Linked DNA regions of Mus musculus: region 1 is linked to region 2. The links are chromatin contacts, called in public promoter capture Hi-C maps. All regions are on one chromosome and are shown on one strand. Each heading gives the region's core, a stretch centred on a gene start, on an enhancer-like site or on the middle of the called end of the contact. The rest is flanking DNA. Distances are from core to core; before and after follow the strand shown.

The links. Capture Hi-C pulls out chosen DNA fragments and counts their contacts.
Region 1: a promoter capture Hi-C map of adipose tissue shows a contact between it and region 2. The contact joins two enhancer-like sites. A contact is called at or near these places in 3 of 9 other capture datasets (adipose tissue, liver and pancreatic islet).

The regions. Positions count from the first base shown.
Region 1 is chr2:130,817,396-130,822,083 of GRCm38.p6, reverse strand. 4930402H24Rik (RIKEN cDNA 4930402H24 gene) reads left to right here. Exons shown (of 37, transcript NM_029432.2): 3 at 1,496-1,615. Among named protein-coding and RNA genes, the nearest start is that of 4930402H24Rik, 20 kb to the left of the region's middle. Within about 2 kb of position 2,658, at least 82 of the 459 cell types and tissues checked have an H3K27ac peak or open chromatin away from gene starts, as enhancers often do. A contact at or near this core is called in adipose tissue, where this site is marked.
Region 2 is chr2:130,436,892-130,441,660 of GRCm38.p6, reverse strand. Vps16 (VSP16 CORVET/HOPS core subunit) reads right to left here. Exons shown (of 24, transcript NM_030559.3): 2 at 3,951-4,039; 3 at 3,649-3,746; 4 at 3,436-3,564; 5 at 3,210-3,354; 6 at 2,977-3,092; 7 at 2,756-2,878; 8 at 2,560-2,615; 9 at 2,136-2,225; 10 at 1,947-2,041; 11 at 1,744-1,820; 12 at 1,299-1,430; 13 at 1,082-1,209; 14 at 919-954; 15 at 653-761; 3 more. Among named protein-coding and RNA genes, the nearest start is that of Ptpra, 11 kb to the left of the region's middle. Within about 2 kb of position 2,515, at least 12 of the 459 cell types and tissues checked have an H3K27ac peak or open chromatin away from gene starts, as enhancers often do. A contact at or near this core is called in adipose tissue, where this site is marked.

The DNA.
Region 1 (4,688 bases), core at 1,409-3,908, 380 kb before region 2:
AAAAAAAAAAAAAAAAAAAAAAAAAAAGAGGGGTGGTGTTAGTGAGATAAAGAGGGAGCTCCCGCCACAAGCCTGCCTGCCTGCCATTGACTGTCCTGAAACTTGCTCTGTAGACCAGGCTAGTCTCAAACTCAGAGACTTGCCTGCTTCTGCCTCCCTAATACTAGTATTAAAGTCCTGGCGCCACTGTGCCTGCTGCAACCCTTTCTTCTCTTTTTTCTTTTTTCTTTTCTCTTTTCTCTTTTCTCTTTTCTCTTCTTTCTTCTTTCTTTTTTCTCTCTTTTTTTTTTTTTTCGAGACAGGGTTTCTCTGTGTAGCCTTGGCTGTCCTGGAACTCACTCTGTAGACCAGGCTGGCCTTGAACCCAGAAACCCGCCTGCCTCTGCCTCCCAAGTGCTGGGATTAAAAGCGTGTGTCACCACCACCCGGCTTCTTTTTTCTTTTTTTTTTAAGATTTATTTATTGTATGTAAGCACATTGTAGCTGTCTTCAGACACTCCAGAAGAGAGCATCAGATCTCGTTATGAATGGTTGTGAGCCACCATATGGTTGCTGGGATTTGAACTCAGGACCTTGGAGGTGCTCTTACCCGCTGAGCCATCTAGCCAGCCCAACCCTTTCTTTTCAAAACCACACAGAGAGCAGTTGCTTGCCTCTGATCCTTCCATCCTGCCAATAGCTGTAGTCCTCGGATGGCAAAGTCATTGAGAGACAGAAGTAAAGACAGTGTCGTGTAATTTCCTTTTGTCTCTGGTCCAGCCTTTCTAGACTAACCTTAGTGAAGGTTATCTGCAGGAGTGTGTGTCACTGCACCACCCCTTACAGTGCAGTCTAAACACTGCTTCTGACATTTGGGAAGGGCCAGTGGGTGCTAGTCTGTCCACTTGTCTTCCTCTTTTTTCGAACCACTTTAACTTGTCTTTAGTTGATCATATACGTTTTTTCATGAGGATCTCTCTGAGATCTGTTCTTAGGCTAACAAAATATTCCAAGATCTGTAGTAAATCCACAGAACACCATATTTTCTGGTTCCTTTTGCCCGTAAGAAATGCTTCATATGGGCTGGAGGTGGTTCATAGATAAGAGCACTTGGTGTTTTTCCAGAAAACCCAGGTTCTATTCCCAGCACCTACATGGTGACTCATAACCATCTATAACTCTAATTCTAGGGGATCTGGTAGATCATGGAGGGTGCTCTTCCACACATGATACACATACATATGGAAGTTCAACACCTATACATGTAAAGTAAAAACTGAAAGAAAAAATGCTTTTCAGAATTAACAGCCTTAGTAATCTTGTTGCTTAATTCTCCGACCTGTGTAGATTTTGAGATCCAAGGAAGGTACCTTATGCCTCAGCCCGTTTCTCTTACAAGGGGTCATTTATTTAGTTTTAGCACAAACCTGGTTTGGCCATCAAGGCCTTACTAAACGGGCTCTTACTGTATTCCATGGTATAGGCCAGCTAATCCTAAGCCTTCTTTGCTTTGCAGGAATTGACAGCAGGTACAATGAAGGCTGTAGAGAGCTGGCAAATTACCTGCTTTTTGGTTTGTACAGTCAGAATGCCACTGATTTTGAGAAAACGGGATTTTCTGAAGAAATTCTAGATGGTAAGTCTATATTATATTAGCAAAAGGTAGGAGAGAGTCATTTATTTCTTTGGACCCTTAATTCATGATTTTTTTTGAGACAGGGTTTCTCTGTATAGCCCTGGCTGTCCTGGAACTCACTCTGTAGACCAGGCTGGCCTCGAACTCAGAAATCCACCTGCCTCTGCCTCCCGAGTGCTGGAATTAAAGACCACGCACAGCTGTGATCTTCTTGTAAAAATTGTTTTAATTTTAATTTTACTGTATTGTACTATTTTGCTTGCATGTATGTATGTGTACTGTGTGTGTGTGTATGCATGTGTGTGTGCTCCCATGCTTGAGGCCCTTGGAGCCCAGTAGATGACATCAGATCTCCTGGAACTGGAGTTACAGATGGTTGTAAATCACCATTCACGTGTTGGGAATCAAACCCAGGTCCTCTGGAAGAGTAGCAAGTACTTTTAACTGCTGAGCCATCTGGACATCCCCAGTTCATGATTTTTTATTTCTGTGTCTGTGTTTTTTGGGTTTTTGTTATTATTTATTTGTTTTGAGACAGAGTCTCATATAGCTTTAACTGGCTTGAAACTCACTGTATAGACCAGGCTGGCCTTGAACTCTGAGATCTACCTGCCTCTGCCTTCTTAGTACTGGGATTAAAGACATACACTCAGCACCCTGTTTGTGATCTTTTAATAGGAAAATATAAGCAGAATTTAAATAGTCCAAAGCTCCACTAAATTCTTGCCTTATTTTGTTTTACTGTTTGAATAATGTGATTGGTCTTAAAATTGGCAGCCTTCTGGCCTCAGCCTCCCAAGTAGCTAGGATTATACCAGGTAAGATTTTATCTTTTTAATAGTGAAAAATAGCATTTCCGTGTTGACCTATTAAAATAGAATATTCCTATTGGTCATGGACTGGATAACGGACTGTCAGCAGCAGTTTTCAGAATACATTTATTGGGTAAATCATCTTTGAGACCAAAGCAGACATTGGTGTTTGGCTTTGTCTCTTGGCAGGGTGCTAGTTTTTCTTAGGATTGCCCGCTGCTCCTTTTCACGGAAGGTTCAGATCGTGTGCTGTTGCCAGTGAAAGCACTCTCTGCTTTGAGGCAAAGACGGACTGCTCTTGTAAGCTGCTCTGTGAGAAAGAAGATTTTATGTGGATCTTTAGCTGAGGAACAAGGGGCTATTGTCCTGCTGTCTTTGGGAATTGTTTTTTTGTGTGACTTTAATACAATGCAGGCTTTCTGCCTGCAGTCTGCCTTCTCTGGCTTGGAGACACTGCGAGCGTTGATGCTCCTGTGGGCTGTTGCCCAGGAGCTACTTCTCATATCGTGTACTTAGCATTATAAATTGTCTGCAAGATGAGTCAGGAGACATAGAACAAACAAGTAAGACTGGACAAGAGACTAGGCACTTGCAAGGCAGCTGGGATGCCATGAAAGCAAACATTCCATGTCAGATGATCTCACTTGAGTAGTGTGGTCTCAGATGGGGGGCCGTTTTGTCCCTTGGGGGACATTTAGCAATGTCTGAAGACAGTTTTGATGGCCATGGCTCGATCTGTGGCACTACTGGCATCTAGTGGGCACCAAGGCTGCTGCTGATCACCACAAAATAAACAAGAAAGCCTGTCATGCAGTGAAGAGTTTTCCTATTAAATAGTTCTGAGTTGTATCATCTTTGGAAGTTTACCTTGGAAAAGACCCCAATACTACCCATATAGTTTTCTTTTTTTAATATTTTTTAAGATTTATTTATTATTATTTATAAGTACACCGTAGCTGTTTTCAGACGCATCAGAAGAGAGGGTCAGATCTCATTACGGGTGGTTGTAAGCCACCATGTGGTTGCTGGGATCTGAACTCAGGACCTTAAGAAGAGCAGTCAGTGCTCTTACCCGCTGAGCCATCTCACCAGCCCCCATATAGTTTTCTTAGAGCTGTTCTTTTTATTAAGATCACAGAAAAAGGAGACTTTGAGTTAGTATCCTTTCTTCATTTTTTTCTTCCTTATCTTTCTGTCTGAGAAAATTTTACCTTGGAAAAGACCCCAATACTATTCATATAGTTTAGCTAGAGCTGTCCTTTTTATTATGATCGCAGAAAAGGGAGACTGAAAGTACTTTGAGTTAGCATCTTCTTTGGTTTTCCTTACCTTTCCGTCTGAGGTAAGCTCTCACTCTGTATCAGGCTGGCTTCAGATGCAGGCGCTTCTCAGCCTCTTGCTGCAGGCTTGCATGCACAGCCACCACTGTGATCTTCTTCAGGTCCTTTTCTTCTTAGGTTTTGACATTATAATACATTGTAACACATTTTCCTAACCTTTCCTTCATGTTTCTCAGCCTGCAGGTTGCAACCTCTTTGGCAACCCTCTGTCTCCAAAAGACATTTACATTGTGACAAATAACAGTTATGAAAGAGCAACAATAATAATTTTGTGGTTTGGGGTCACCACCACAAACTGTATGAAAGGATCACAGCATTAGGAAGGCTGAGAGCCACTGCTCTAAACCCTCTTATGTGGCCCTCCCCCTCTTTCAATCCTTGGCCTCTTTTTTCTTTAATTATTATTGAGCATATATACATACATACATATATACGTATATATGTGTGTATATATATATATTCCTATATCTAATCTCCTCAGTCCATATAATATTATTTTATGTATGCTTTCAGGGCTGACTATTTGTCACTGGACAGCCAGTTGGTGTGCTCTTCCTTGGGAAGAACAGCTCTCCCACTCGCAGCTTTTTCTCAGCGACCACAGTTCTGTGTGTAGGGTTGAGGCTTCGCCGGTTTTTCTCTGCCCATGTTGGCATGTCCATTGGTGGTGGCCCTGTGCAGCCCATGCTTGGACAGTCATGTTGGTGAGACTTCATAGATGCAGCTTCTAATGTTAGTAGGAGACACCATCAGTTTATTTTTTCAGTTTATTGTTTGTTTCAGATTTTGACTTTAAATTTCTTGGCCAGGAAAAGTGTTTCAAGCTTTTAATCCCAGCACTTGGGAGGCTTGCCTGGTCTACCTAGGAGATTCCGAGACAGGGCTAGGATAAAAAGACCTTGCCTTGAATAAAATAAAATG
Region 2 (4,769 bases), core at 1,266-3,765:
GAAAAAGTCTCCTCGGTTGAGTTCATTCTTTAGGTGCAGCAACACTGTAAACACTGTGGATGAAGAAGCAGACGGGCCTCCAGCCTCGCTCTGACATTATTGGGCTCACTCACCCTATCGTCCTAGTGCCTCCTGGCCCTCACCCAGCCCTGCTCACCCAGGTCAGTGTCTCCACTCTCAATAGCCTTGCTCAGTGCCAGTTTGCTCCTCTTCATCTTTAGGAGAAGAGGTACCTGCTCCCCTGAGCGTGGCTCATACTCCAGCAGCTGTCAAGTGGGGTAGAAGGCAGAGAGACACTTGTGTAAGGGCCTAGAACACCCCTTTCCCTGGGGTGTCTGGGAAAGGTAACACGACCACACACCTTAATGGCCAGTTCAGTGCGGCCACAGCCATAGGCCCTCGCAGCAATGTCAGAGTATGAAACACCAGGCGTGTCACCCAGCTTCTGATTAATAGCCCGTGCTACATCTTCATCTGAGACATCTTTCTGCTGCACCTGTAAGTGTGTATGTGGGTGTCACACAAGTCTGGATGTCACCCCTTACCTGCCCAATCCTAAAGGGCCTCCATCAGAACCCATCCTTTATTTCCATGCTCTGTATTTCCTGTATTTTGTCAGGGCCTGAGGTTACCTCATATCCCATGCCCTTGCCTTGTAGCAGGCCCAGTGGGCTAGGATCCTGCTGACACCCTGGACTTCAGGAAGGCGCAGGTACTCGCATATCTGGATAGCCAGGGGATAAAGCCTCCGCAACACAAGCCTGGCAGATAAAGGAGTAAGGGAAAAAGTTGTGAGGCAAAGTGAGGTCGAGCAGGCAGAATAGCCCTAGCCCGACTTACGCCTCCCAGTCCTAAACCATGAGTCCCCACATAATACTACCCGCCCTTGCCCTCCTATAGCCCCCCTGGCGTCTGTACCTGTCTAGCAGCACCTGGATGGTGAGCTGCTTGTATCTGTGTTTTCCTTGGTTAAGGATCAGTTGATATAAGGCCTGTTTGCCAGGGATCTGCAGACCACATCTCCTGCCCCTTATCCTGCCATGCCCAGTTGTAAACACCCTCATGCCATACATAGGGATACTGGGTGTAGGTGAGAGGGATCCCAATGTGGTAGTCTCTAATAGCATTGAGCACTCGAAGGTCCTGACACATGTGCACGAAGCTGTCAGGTGGAAATCTGTCAAGGAAACACTTTCCAAATGAAGCCGCCTAAAAAGAACCAAATGGAAATGAACTTCCCTGGCTGCCCAGCGCACCCCAGTTCCCACACACCCTCCCCTAAGCCCCTCCAGGCCAACCCTGAGCAGACTCTTTTGCATGTCTGGCTGGTGCTCATGTCCTGCAGCCTCAATGCACTGCTGCACAGCCTGGATCAGCTGGCCCAGTTCCTGGATCTCCCGCAGGTACTCATCTGCTTTCTGGCTCTCTTTCTGTGGGGAGAGGCCCAGAGATGGAACATTACACAGACAGTCTCACTCTGGTCCCCAGCCTCATGGGACTACATAGTTCAAATGGAGAGGTCTTGGAAAGCACCAACTTGAGCCTGTGGACAGTAGGGTAGCCCTGCCAGTTTACATGTGCTAGCCTTAGCCAGCTCAAGTCAGTGTCTTATCTAACCCCCTCCCCTGTCAGGTAGCCCCTGGCTTATCATGGGTGCTCAGGCAGGGGCAGAGGGCTGGTCTAGTCAAGAGAAGAGAAAGGAAGAGAGCATCTTGGGAATCTTAGAAGTTGCCCGGAAATTACCTCATATTCCTTCTGGGCCTCTAACAGCAGTGCTCCAGGGGCCATTGAGGCAATTTTGAAGATCTCTTCACTGGCCACTAGAAGAGGAGTTTTTGAGTAGAAATGACATATGAAAATTCTCAGTTCTGCCCTTAATACCCAGATCCTGTTTTGGATCAGGAGCACCTGCCCAGAGCCCCACGGTATGCTTGTGGGAGCCTCACCTGGGACTTCATGCAGGAACTCATGGGTGCTTCGGGAGAAGATGCGGACCCCATCAAGCTCAGGCACTAAGTAGGAGTCCTCATCGAGCACAAACCTGAGTTCAGTCAAGGCTACTAAGAGCATCCAAAGATAGGGTAACCTCCTTTTCCTTCCCTCTCCCAGCCCATACAGGATGTGTCCAAGGATACTGGATGCTTTCAGGCGCATTGCCCACCACCATCAGCCGCCTCTCCCAGGCCACAACAACAGCCCTTTCCTTGCTCCGAGGACGGCTACACCTATGAGCAATAGCATATACACTACTGGGATACTCGAGATATTGGGCCCATAGCTGTGTCTTCTGCATTGCTTGCACCCCTTTTCCTGGGGACAGCCTGAACACACTGTGTCCCGGAGCCCATTTCCCTGGCCACATGCTGACCTATCTGTTTCCGTCTCGCTCTTACACTACCAGTCAAGTGGCCCATAGAGGACAAAGTTCTCCTTTAAGTGCAGCAGAGAAGAGAAGGCCTATGTTCCACTTAGTCTGGCCAGAAGACAGGATGACTCAGGCTGTCCCAGGCAACAAGGCTATGCTCTAACCCCACCCTTTAAGAACGCCTCTATCCTCACCAGACCATCTGCTTCGGGGGAGCCCGGATGTTGCAGTTGAACTCACACAGCTTCTCCTGAAACAGCACAGCATGTCATGGCCCTGCCCCAGCATCTGCTGTTCAACAGTCATCCTGCTGTTGAAAAGCCATGGCTCTATCCACAACAGATCTTCCTTGGACAAAGCACAGTATCCCTTGCTGTCCTAGAACCACACCTTGAGTGATGCTGTCCCCATCCAGATGTAGCCTGTGTCTGTGAAGAGTGCCAGGTAACGATACGTGAAGGATACAGCCATCTGTAGGAAGCTGCTCACTCCTGGGGCTAAGCCAGCAGGTGTCTGGGGCAGGACCAAGGAGGAAACCAGATAAACTGACTTCTCAATGCCTTCCTACTTGTTGACCAGCCCTTCCATTTCATTCCCACTTAGGTTCTCACCACTGCAGAGCAGGTAGCATGATCCAGAAGGTAAAGATCGGGTCCTACAGCCAGAAGAATGTGTGGTACTCGGTCGTGGCACAGTGTGGTCCAACATGAGGGTGCACTTTGCAGACCTGTGACAGGGAAGAGGAAACCTGAAATGACTAGAGCCCATAGTGTGTGTCTCTGCTGGTTCCAGTCTGGAAGCATATCCGTGGTATTGAAGGGCTCTCTTAAGTATCAGGGCTTACCTGGCACCTCTGGCATCCGACGGAGTTTGAGGTCACCCACATTGGCACTCAGAGTAAAGCGATAGGCTCCTGTAAGGATGGCCACCCCTGAACCAAACTCAGTGTGAAAAATCCGGGCATCCAGGACACGGTTCTGAAGCACTTCCTAACAAGATGGACCGTGGGTTAAGAAACCCACAGGTGAAGAGAGGTCCCCCTTCCCTCCTCAGGCTCCTGTGGCTCCTACATTGCCCATGCTGAAGTGCCTCCGGAAGTCTCCATGAAGGCCATAAACTAGCACTGCACCATCTTCTTGCACACAGAGCAGCTCCTCCTCAGCTGACCAGCCGAGGGCCACCACAGGCCCACTCTTCCACTGCAGAGGAGAAAGGTTCCCATGGCTTTCCTTAGAATCAGCCAGCCCTGCCCATCACACAGTAGGGATAGGTTCCATGCTTACCAGCAGGCTAGCCAGTGGTAAGCCAGATGCAGAGTAGATCTCCAGTACTGGCCGCACGCTGGCAGCTTTCTCTTTTCTCCAACAGTTCCTCAGTAGAGCTGCAATTTGAGAAGAGACTTCTGTCCTAGAACCTCAGGACCCATGTAAGGTAGGCCTCCTGGATCATTTACTCAGGTTCAGCCCATGGGAACCCAGCCTCGTGAGAACCCAAACTAAAAACATTTAGAAGGAGAATTGGCAGAGAACAACCCAAACAACACCCTGGGAGCCCACAGTATGTAGTAGTAATAGAGGGAGCATACCAATGGGACCCCCATAGGGTGCAGCAGCCACCAGGCAATCCTTGAGCTCCTCCTTCAGGTCCCAGTCCATGCTGTACAGCTCATACTTCCTACTCACAGAGACAACCAGATTAGCGTCCTTGTCCTGTCCTCCTGATCCTCTATCTAGACAGAATAAGCCCCAGAGGAATGCCTGAAGCTACCGTTTATCTAGTGGAGGAGTCTTTTCCTCCCCACATGAGAGGAAGAGAGGGGGATGGTGACTAGAAACTGACTATATCATGTAGGCCTGGGGACCACAGGTGAGGTAGCACAGGGTACCCACAAGAAAGGGTATAGTTTTTGAGGCAAGTGTCCACTGTTGGCAGGAGCATCTGAGATGGGCAGGTTATGTATAAGACACTGAAATGGTGCAAAGGTACCGTTGCTGGCTCTGCCTGGAACCAGTAGGAAAGCGAGACCTTCAGAGGTCCACCTATTGAATAGGAGGCCTCTTTTATTTCTGGTTCCAATGATGAATTAGATAATGCTCTTTCTGCCTAAGGGTCAAGCTAGAGTTCTAGGTGAAGCTAGTTTTAGAAGCACCAAATTCAGTGTCTGAAAGATGATACCCAAAATGAGCTTTTCCAAGAGATACTGCTGGGGGGAGTCCTGGTGATGGCATTCTGTGACTCCTAGCTTGCAGGAAGTGACAAAACCACAAGCAAGCTGAGAAGCCTTCAGCTCTAGGTGTGTGCATGCTGTAGCCCTAGTATGTGCATGAATACATACTGCAACCCTAGTGTGTGCGTGAATACATACTGCAACCTTAGGTGTGTGCATGAATGCATGCTGCCTGGA